Regions from separate parts of the Mus musculus genome. Here regions 1 and 3 are each linked to region 2. The links are chromatin contacts, called in public Hi-C maps. All regions are on one chromosome and are shown on one strand. The core of a region is the stretch at or near the end of the contact, and the rest is flanking DNA. Distances in the headings are between cores, read along the strand shown.

Region 1 (3,253 bases), core at 678-3,177, 480 kb after region 2:
AGCTTGATCTCTAGAAGCCCTGTACAAAGAGCTGGGCAGTAGTGTGTGCCTGTGAGCCCAGCGCTGGGGAGGGGGAGGCAAGTGGATCCCTGGGAAGCCAGCCTAACCTACTTGGCAAGTTCTAGGTCAGTGAGAGATCCTGTTTCCAAAACTCAGTTCCTAAAGAAAGACAGCAAAGGTCATCCTGATTTCCACATGCACTTGCATGCAGATGTACACAAACACACACATATACACACACATACACAATACATTCATACACATACACACATACACAACATACACATATGCATACACATACATACACACATATACACACATATACAACACATTCACACACATACACAACATACACATACACACATGCATATACATACATACATACACACATATATACATACACACATACACAACATACACATATACACACATACATACACATGCATACATACATACACACACATATATACATACATACACACATATACATATATACACACCTATACACACATACACACACAACACATACATACACACACATATACACCTCACACAACACATGCATTCACATACATACATACCCATGCACACATATACATACACACACATACATACACACATAATACATACACACATAATACATACACACATACACACATAATATATACACACATACACACATAATACATACACACATATAATACATACACACACACACACACACACACACACTATACCTGGAGAAGGGGTGGGTGGGACATCCCACAGCATGGATCATTAGAGTATGTTAGGAGCTATTGTATTTGCTTCATGCTTTTAAATTTCATTTAAATTCCATGTACATTTGCTGAACACCTAGCAAATGCTAGTTCCCACGCTAAGCCTAGGGGCGATTATAAAGATGAAGATGTTGCCTGGCCTTCGTTCCTGTGAAGGGGCCTATCGTACAAAGGCTGAGTTGTAGAATTAGGGCTAATCAGTCACATAGCCCTGGGAGCATAGAAAGACAATTGGTTAATTCTGCCTGCAGGGTATGTATGCTGAGAGATGAACACATTGCATGGCCAAGGAAAGACACTGGATTTTGAGTTTGTCAGTTCCGTTTTTTTTTGGTTAGTGATGGATGTGGGAGGGACCAGGCCATTGTAGGCAGTGCCACCCTGGGCAGGTAGGTGGTCCTGGGTTCTATAAGGAACAAGTTAAGCAAGCAATGGGGTGCGAGTAAGCAGCACCCCTGGGTGGCCTCTGCTTCAGCTCCTGCGTTACGATTCCTTCTTCAGTCCCTTCGCCTTGACTTCCTTTCACGATGGGGTATGAAGCAGAAGTGTGAGCCAAGCAAACGGTTGCCTCCCCAAGTTGCTTTTGAGAAGTATTTTTATCACAGTGATGGAGAAGCAAATTAGAATACCTCTGTAGGCAGTAGTAGAAAAAAAGGCAATATCTCCTAACATTTCCTTACAATAGAGTTTTATTTCTGTGTTAGCACACATAGACACCCTTCCCCACTCTCTCCTCCCCCCCCCCCCCCCCCAGACACAGCTAAAGTCATACAACTTCAGCGTCCTGTTTTTTTCTGGTGGTCTGTATTATCACACGGCAAACATTCAGACTACACAGGTCCTGATGAGATCTCCTGGTAAGGGCTGCTGAGTTAAACTGCTTCCATATGGCAGGCGCCGTGGAACAGGCCCAGGCTGGGTTTGTGCAGAGGAGGGGTGTAGTTTCTCCCCATTAGAATGATTTATAAAACCTGTCACTCTCATGTCTGCAGGTTCATTTTAAAGGGATTTGGTAGGATTCTGTTTGTTATCGTGGAAGGAAGAGAATAATATTGCCCCAGTTTTCACTTCGGAGAGTAACAGAAAGTGACAGCCCAGAGGCACGCTGGAACGGTGACAGCAGGAGGGTCTACTGGGAAACAAGAAAGAGGGAGAGTGGCTCCCACTGAACACCTGCGTGGTCCGGAGCACAGTTCGGAGCGTGTCTTACCTACGGTTCCACTCATCCCGCAAGATAAAATGAAACCATAGCACAAAAGTGCGCTGGCAAGCACTTTTCCGATGTTCGGCCTAATTACTGTTTTCTTTTTGTCCCAGGGATAAATTCATTAGAGACCATTTCTCAATTTCTGCGACCAGATGCTGATTTGGATTCACACAGTGGGTCTGTTTTCTTTTACCTGTATATTTGAAGTGGGAAGGAGGGAGGCAAGAAGCAGGTGGCCGGAATCATGGGAAGAGAACAAACGAGAGTGTGTGCCTGAAGGGATTAGAATTTTGTTATCAGTTCCTGCTTTGGATTGCAACTCCTGGTCTGCTGCACACTGGTCCCATCCAGGCACCACGGGAAGAGGGTCCCCATTTTCTTTCTACCTCCCACACCTTCCCTGGTGATAAAGAACTAAGGATGTGGGGCTGGCTTGCCACTCTGGAAAAGGAAAATGATTTAAATGTCCTTTTAATTCCTTACCAACCTTCACCCTTATTTTTAAAAGCATGCATTGATTGTACATAATAATGAGTTTCGTTGTAATATTTAACTTTTTAAAGGACATTTTTTTTTTCATTTTTAGCATTTTAATTTACGTGTATGGGTATTGGTATAGGTTTGTATATATCTGAGTGCAGTGCCTGCAGAGGCCAGAAGAGGGCATCAGATTCCCCTGGAGCTGGAGTGACAGGTGGTCGTGAGCCATCTTAGGGGATGCAGAGGAACAAACTCTGGTCCTCTGCAAATGGGTCACACACTCTGGACTACTGAGTCTCCTCCCCAGCTCTTCAATATGAAATTTTTATGCACACATGTAATATGTTTTGACCTCCCTCATGGTCTTTTTTATTTTTTTTTTTTTTTACCTGCTTCACATTTATGCTGACATCATCCTACCTAGCTGGTCCCCTTCTACTTTAACATTGTCCCCCCACCCCCAATAATAACACATGAGTGTATGAGTGGTGTGTGTGTGTGTGTGTGTGTGTGTGTGTGCATGTGTGTGTGTGTACATTCCAATGAGTTTCATAAGGATTGGATATAGGGGCATGGATGAAGGGTTACTTATAGAGGCATGGACAATTTATCAATAACTACACCACCAAAGAAAATCTCTCTCCATGCCCTCATTACAGTAGCTTCTTGCACATCCTCAGGGAGAGGTGGGCCCTCCTGGGCCTTTCCTTCCTTCCTGACAGAATGTTGACAGGGCCACCTGTGCAAGTTTTCTGTCAGCTCTGTTTTACCCTGATCTAGATTCTTA
Region 2 (3,177 bases), core at 210-2,709:
AAAGTGTAAGGCAACCGTTGTGCATATTGAAGTGTCTATAAATAGCTCAAAGCCCTGAACTGCCTTCCGAAGCTGCCAGAGCTTTCTTATTAACTCAGCAGCTGCGTGCCACACTAGGATGAGACCTGAATTCATTCCAGGTGCATCCAGGAGACCCCTGCAGTACCTCTCAGCCATGACCAAAGAGAGAGGTGCGGGGGCAGATGGCAGGTTGCTCGGTTATGAGTGATACACAAGATCCTCTTACAGTGAGTGCTGGTGTGTGTGTGTGAGTGTGTGTGTGTGTGTGAGTGTGTGTGTGTGTGTGTGTGAGTGTGTGTGAGTGTGTGTGTGTGTGTGTGTGTGTTTAAGGGAGAGGGGAGAGTTTGTTAGAGTATAAAGCTTACCTGGAGGTTAGAATCTTCTTATTTATTCACCATGTGTGTGTGTTTGTGTGCGCATGCGTGTGCACATGCACGTGGAAGCCAGAGGAAAAGATGAGGCATTGCTCATACTATTTGATGCAGATTCTTCACTGACCTAGAACTTTCCAAATAGGCTATGCTCACTTGCTAGCCAGTCCCAGCGATCCACCTGTCTCAGGCTCTCCAGCAATGAGATTTTGAGTGTGTGCCATGATGGCTTCTCCCATCTCTTGTAGATCAAACTCAGGTCCTCACGATTGTGAGTCAAACACTTCCTTGGCAGAGTCTTCTCCTAGTCACACATCCTTCATATTTTCTTCATAGCAGGATCTTTCGGAGCAGGCCATGGAAGACTTACAAACCTTAAATACTGACAGCTTCCAGCCCCTCGATTTTCATGACAGGAGTCCTCCCTCCCAAGGAGGGCAGGTAACCTGACGGAAACCATGACTCCAAAGAGAACATGGGTTATCCTTGCTATATCCGGTAGCTACCCTTCCTCTACATCTCTGAGGTGTCCTGTCTTACCTGGTATTTGTCACTTCTGCTGCCCTGGGATTCCCTAGATAGCAGGATTATCTCATTTGATTTGAATGCCCAGTACTTGGCAAAGGATCTTGGCACGGGGTAGGTGCTCAGTAAACTTTTGTAAGCAAATTGACTGATTGAAAGAGAGCTTTTTTGGAGAGATTATCCAAGAGCCATTTTTTTTTTCCTACAGAGAGACAGGAGAGGCCATAAGAAGATATTTATTTATTTATTTATTTATTTATTTATTTTTGAGATAAGGTATCACCATGTAGAACAGTCTGGCCTTGAATTCACAGAGACCCAACTGCCTCTCAAGTGCTGGGATTAAAGGTGTGTGCTCCACCATTCTTGGTGGGAAGAAGTTTTGAACAGAAGCCAGGAGACAATGGTGCCTCACATCTATTATGGCGGCTGTCTTCTATGAACTTGAGAAACACTTCGAGCTATTACCTTCACGAGTGAGTACACTGAGGCCCTGGGAGACAGAACACAGAGTCAAGGCATTTCTGCCCAGAGGCCTGACTGCACCCCTGTGTGCTCTGCCAAAGCCCCATTCTTTACGTGAGGCAGCCGTCCTGTTTGGCTGACAGGAATAGAGAGGAGGCATCTTGGCCAGGTGTTCTGAGAAAGAAAACTGGAGTTATCGCCTATTCTTTTGATGTGTTTTCCATCATCAGTCCCCTCCTTGGTCCCCAGACACTTTGCTGCTCGGCTCCAAGCCATGGCTCCCTGCCTAGATGAGTTAGCAAGGATTCTGTCCCCACCAACATGGCAGTAGCCGATGGCACTGGGCGTGAGCCCAAGTTAGTCACCAAAGCCTCAGCTGCATTTGTGTTCCACAGAACCTCTGCCCAGAGAGCAACAAAGCAGGTCTGAACGCAGAAGGGAAGGCAGGAGACTGAACCCTGGGTACAGGCAGATACGGGCCAAAGGCTGTGCCTGAGCTGGGGCGGCTGAGCTGGGGCAGCTGAGGAGGCTCTGGTGGGTGGGGCTGAGGAGACAAGAGCTAGGCAGAGATGGGAAAGATACTGCAGGAGACCAGGACGCCTGCAAAAACAAACTATGAAAAGCCATGAGGCTTATCATGGAAGAGAGAGGAAGGGAAGGAGGGAGAGAGGAAAGGAGGGAGGGAGGGAGGGAGGGAGGTGCCAGCCAAGAAGATGCAGAGAAACAGAACATAGACCTCATCCCAGGAACTGTTTTTAACCTACGGAGTGTCAAGAGATGTTATTTTTGTGTTTGTGACATTTTGAGCTGCAGCCACTTAACAATTTTAAAGGACAAAAAAGAAAATCCTCAATCAACCTAACTCATCCTTATGATGGGGAAAGACACAATGCTTAGCTGCTGGCTGCTGTTTTGAGGGTCACGGAGACCACCCTTAGAGTATTTAAGAAGCCAGACTCACAGTTCAAGGTTCCTTAGCCCTAAGGGACCAGGGCTGTGCACCCGAAACTGGGATCAGATCAGGGCAAGGATGACATCATCAGGAGGTAAAATCCAGGGACAGGAAGGGCAGGCACCCAGCAGTCCTCCCAAGGGCTGGGTCACCTGCCAGGGCCGGGACTTACAGTGCCTGGCAGAGGACTGCATAGCCTGAGCCCTGAGGGAAGTCTGGCTCATCTCTTTGCTCAAGGTTTTGATTGATCTCAAATTTAATTTTGTCTTCGAGGCATTTCTGACAAAGCTCTGAGCAGGAAAACAATATTAGTTTTCTTTTCTCTTCACGAAAAAGAGGGTAGGACCTTGCAATCATTTTCCTTTGTGAGAGAGGATAAATTGAGATGTCTGTGGGCAGGAAGGAATAAAAGATGATCGTAGCTAGGAGGAGCTTGGGAGGGCCTGAAGATAGACTGCCCAACTGTTGCTGCCTCCGACAAGCAACACTGGTGCACTGGTTCGTTTTTGTTTTTTTTTTTTTTTTTTTTTTGTTACTTTGACATAAAATAGCATCGCCTGGGAAGCAGGCACCCCAATTGAGGAATTGCCTCCTGAATTGGCCTGTGTGTGGGGGGCATTTTCTTGATAAATGTTTGATGTGGGCGGGGCCAGCTCACTGTGGGCGGTGGCATCCCTAGGCAGGTAGTCTTGTATAAGAAAACAGGCTGAACAAGCATGCAATGGAGAGCAAGGAAGACCGTTAGAAGTGTTCTTCTATTCTCCTTCCAGGGTCCTGTCTTGGGTTCCCAAAATGATAGACTGTAACCTGTGAGCTGAAGTTACTGTCCCCACAAGGTGGTTT
Region 3 (3,406 bases), core at 181-2,680, 330 kb after region 2:
GATGGGAACATCATTGACCTGGCCCAAGCGAGAGTCTGCACTGGGGTGGTGGATTTTGGAGATGAAGGTCAAGAAAGACATGAATGGAGTCTCCCTTGCCTGATCCTCCTACGGAGACTAAGACAGCATCTACTGGCTCTGGAATTGGGATGGCCGGTAGATGGAACGGCATTTCCCTTTTGACCCTGTTTGACTTGGGGTACAGGAGAACACTGAGACCAGAGGATCCAACTGCTGTGGAACTTTCCAGTTGACAAGTTGCCATTTCTTGGATGAGAAGTTCTTCCCAGATGCTGGAAGCATGGACTGCTCTAGAGTTATCCCAAGAAATAGAAAAACGTTCTCCAAGAAGTCTTCAGCATTCTGGCCTTGATGTTTGCACATGGTCAATCTTGGGAAGACTCACAGCCAAGGCTGGACTTGTAACAGGGTTCAGAACATTGGAGATAAAGGAAGGGACTCCTCTACACAACACTTCCCTCCCAGATCCTTCTGTCAATCAATCCAAGGCTGGATTTTATCTGAGTTCACATCTTTGCTTAACTCCTTCACCCTCTCAAATCCTCTTTCTTTTCTTTCTCCCCCAAATGGATCAAGTGTGTTTAAATCCTTGTCTCAAGCTATATTTATGGAAATCATGCCGAGACACCAGGAAACAATGACAATGGAAGCTGATGAAAAGATGTGTGCATAGCGGGGAGGAGAGACTCAAACAGCAGCCACGTGAAGAACAAGAAATATAGAATACAGTGGTGGTATACATGCATCCAGAAACCGCCATTCTTTTGAAGGGGGATCTGGATTCTTCCGGAGTCCATGCAAATGCTTTGTGCATAGGGGGCAGAGGTTGCTATTGCCCCCACCCCAAGTTCCCCAACTTATGTGGGGCCACCTTTTAAATTCCTTTTGATGAAAATGGCCAGGGTCAGGGAGTTTTGTTCATTTACTTGTGAGGCTGCTGTGAGAGGTAAGGGAATAGCAGGGAGGGCCTGAGCCTCACTGGGTTAGTCTTGCTTGCTTTAGGAGGGGTCACCCAGGCAAGGAACTTCAGCAACTGACAAAGGGTGGACAGATGACTTTACCTTGTCCTGTCCTAATCCTGGGTTTAAGTCTCCTTTAAATAGAATTGCAAGTCCCCTCCCACTCCATCAACCCCCAGCCTCTGCCAGAGTAGCTCCTCATGCTGTGGACTGCTGGCTGCAGAGATAGATAAACATTTCCCCCCAGTTCTGTGCAGAGCCTTCAGCTCCCAGCGCTTCATGCTGAATATGGTACCCATGTGGGGAGAAGTCATTTTTAGCCTTGGTGTCTGGGTGGGAAGCTCCAAGCTCAGCTTGTCCATTGTTCTGCTGTCTCAGGCTCTGAGCAGCAGCGCCCCTCATGCTGAGAAGTCCACTGGCCCAGAGGAAGCTTGGCCTGGAGCTCAGGATGGCATTTGCAGCCTCTTTTCTCCACGCTGAAAAAGCATCAAGTTGCTGGCATACAGAACAATACTGAGAGGGACTGGCTGGGCTTTTTGTTTCGCCTTCCTCTTCCAAAAAGCTTTGCTTCATTTTGGCATGGAAACCACATGCAGGCACCCCTTCGGCGAACACTATAAAAACCATCTCCAGACAAAACCTCCCTCTGAGCTCTAATCAGACAGCTGTGAGGTGCTGGGTCCAGGTAGATGCTACTTATGAGCAAGGATGAGGGGCCCCTGGGTTATGTGACACTCTGGATTGCGCTGATGTGTCCTTGCAACTCTTGGTCTGTGAGCGAAGCCAGGGGTAGGTAAGAAAGTAAAAGAAGTGTGAGGAGAAACAAGAGAGGAGGGGAGAAGAGAGGAGAGCTCTGGGGAGGGGTGCAGCAAAGAAGGAAAGGAACTCTGTAAGGTAGAGACTTAAACATATTCAGCAGTTGTAGGGGGAAACCTTGCTAATTGAAGAGGTTTTGCAGGATGAGGGCCAAGGGCTTTACCATGCTTGCATTGGGAACCATGGTGAAGTTGAGAGCATCCCGATAGACTCAAGACAGGAGACTAGGGATGTGTCCAGTCTAGGTCTTAGCCTCAGAGTACCATGTACCTCAGCCTGTCTTCCCAGCACACCCTAGTCTATCTGGCATCTTTCTGTAAAAGGAGTTTGGCATGGGTATCCAGACCTTCTTCCCAATCTGTGGGTACCGAAGGATAGGTGATGCCTCAGGAGAGACCTAAGACTTCTTGGGAGATGCCCTGGGGTGATTTACATGTGTCCTCTACTGGTTTCATGCTTAACTTTGGGCAGGGGATTGGCCTCTCTGAGCCTCTGTTCTCTGGAGTATGAAGTGGAGGTAATAGTTGTGCCAGTTGCTGGAGTTTAGTACAGGAGGGTCCTGTCCTGAGTAGTTTCTGGTCAACTAGACACACGCTAGCGTAATCAGGGAAGTACCCCAATAGAGGAAATGCCTCCATCAGGTTGCCTTATGTAAGGCCAGAGGACACTTTATTGATTAGTGATTGATACAGGAGGACCCAGCCCATTGGTTACTCCCTGAGCAAGTGGTCCTGGGTAGAAAATAGACTAAACAAGCCAGTAAAGCAGCACTCCTCTAGGGCCTCTGCATCAGTTTCTGGCTCCAGACTTCCACTTGGGGCTCCTGTCCTGACATCCCTCAAAGTCAGACTGTATTCAGGAAATGTAAGCCAAATAAACCCTTACTTTCCCGAGTTGCTTTGGTCATAGTGGTTATCACAGAAAGCTAACAAGTTTGGGCCCCAGAGCAGCTTCCCCGTAACCTTCCAGCAGATCCTGAGTGACTATGGGGTCTTTGGTTGTGTTCCTACCTGGCCTGGTTCTCTGGGTCTCCAGGAATAAATTCTGTCTCTAGCTTCTAGCTCCAGATGGCCCCAGAGAGATCCTCTGTTTGAAGTCTTGGCTTGCCATTGGGAGAGGCCTTGGATTGTGATTCAAGAAGGTGCAGCTGCTCCTCTTGAGCATGTCCAAGTCCCTGTGGTCCACTGTGAGGGGAATAAGTGGACACTGAGTATGCTGGGGTGGCAAGAGTGAGTCAGGCAGCTACACTGCACCCTCAGCTAAGCCCATACCCAGGAGAATGTGGGTAGCAGCACCCACGAAGCAGGAATCTTCTTTATGACACAGTTGAAGCTGACATCTTCAACTCTCTAAGCCTTTTGGGTTTACTATTGCCCAACTCTGATTCTTTTGTCTCTGTGGGGCTCCCTTGCATTCACGAGGTAGTGAGCTTCATGTAGGCTGGGGAGTTAGCTCAGTTGGTAATGTGTTTTCTGTGCATGCATGGGGACACAGGTGTGGCTCTCAGAACACACATTTAGAAAAATCTGGGCATAAGGGCATGCACTTGTAATCCCAGCACTAGGGGCATGGCACTGGGCAGAGCCCTGGGACTTACTGACCAGTCAGTC

The links. Hi-C and Micro-C count contacts between places; a contact is called where the count stands out from the background.
Region 1: a Hi-C map of cerebral cortex shows a contact between it and region 2, with 5 times the contacts expected there. The contact joins two enhancer-like sites. A contact is called at or near these places in 1 of 15 datasets of contacts at CTCF or cohesin (embryonic stem cells), 9 of 484 Hi-C or Micro-C datasets (cerebral cortex, cortical neurons and embryonic stem cells) and 2 of 115 datasets of contacts at active chromatin or transcription factors (VIP interneurons and neural progenitor cells).
Region 3: a contact with region 2 is called in a Hi-C map of cortical neurons, with 5 times the contacts expected there. The contact joins two enhancer-like sites. A contact is called at or near these places in 7 of 484 Hi-C or Micro-C datasets (cerebral cortex, cortical neurons, embryonic stem cells and 2 more) and 2 of 115 datasets of contacts at active chromatin or transcription factors (astrocytes and neural progenitor cells).

The regions. Positions count from the first base shown.
Region 1 is chr9:113,156,330-113,159,582 of GRCm38.p6, reverse strand. No RefSeq gene overlaps it. Among named protein-coding and RNA genes, the nearest start is that of Gm46133, 17 kb to the right of the region's middle. Within about 2 kb of position 1,927, at least 23 of the 459 cell types and tissues checked have an H3K27ac peak or open chromatin away from gene starts, as enhancers often do. A contact at or near this core is called in VIP interneurons, cerebral cortex and cortical neurons, where this site is marked.
Region 2 is chr9:113,632,128-113,635,304 of GRCm38.p6, reverse strand. No RefSeq gene overlaps it. Among named protein-coding and RNA genes, the nearest start is that of Gm36686, 7.2 kb to the right of the region's middle. Within about 2 kb of position 1,459, at least 20 of the 459 cell types and tissues checked have an H3K27ac peak or open chromatin away from gene starts, as enhancers often do. A contact at or near this core is called in VIP interneurons, cerebral cortex and cortical neurons, where this site is marked.
Region 3 is chr9:113,303,880-113,307,285 of GRCm38.p6, reverse strand. Gm36367 (a long non-coding RNA gene) reads right to left here. Exons shown (of 4, transcript XR_379905.2): 3 at 2,807-2,980. Among named protein-coding and RNA genes, the nearest start is that of Gm36367, 9.9 kb to the right of the region's middle. Within about 2 kb of position 1,430, at least 16 of the 459 cell types and tissues checked have an H3K27ac peak or open chromatin away from gene starts, as enhancers often do. A contact at or near this core is called in cerebral cortex and cortical neurons, where this site is marked.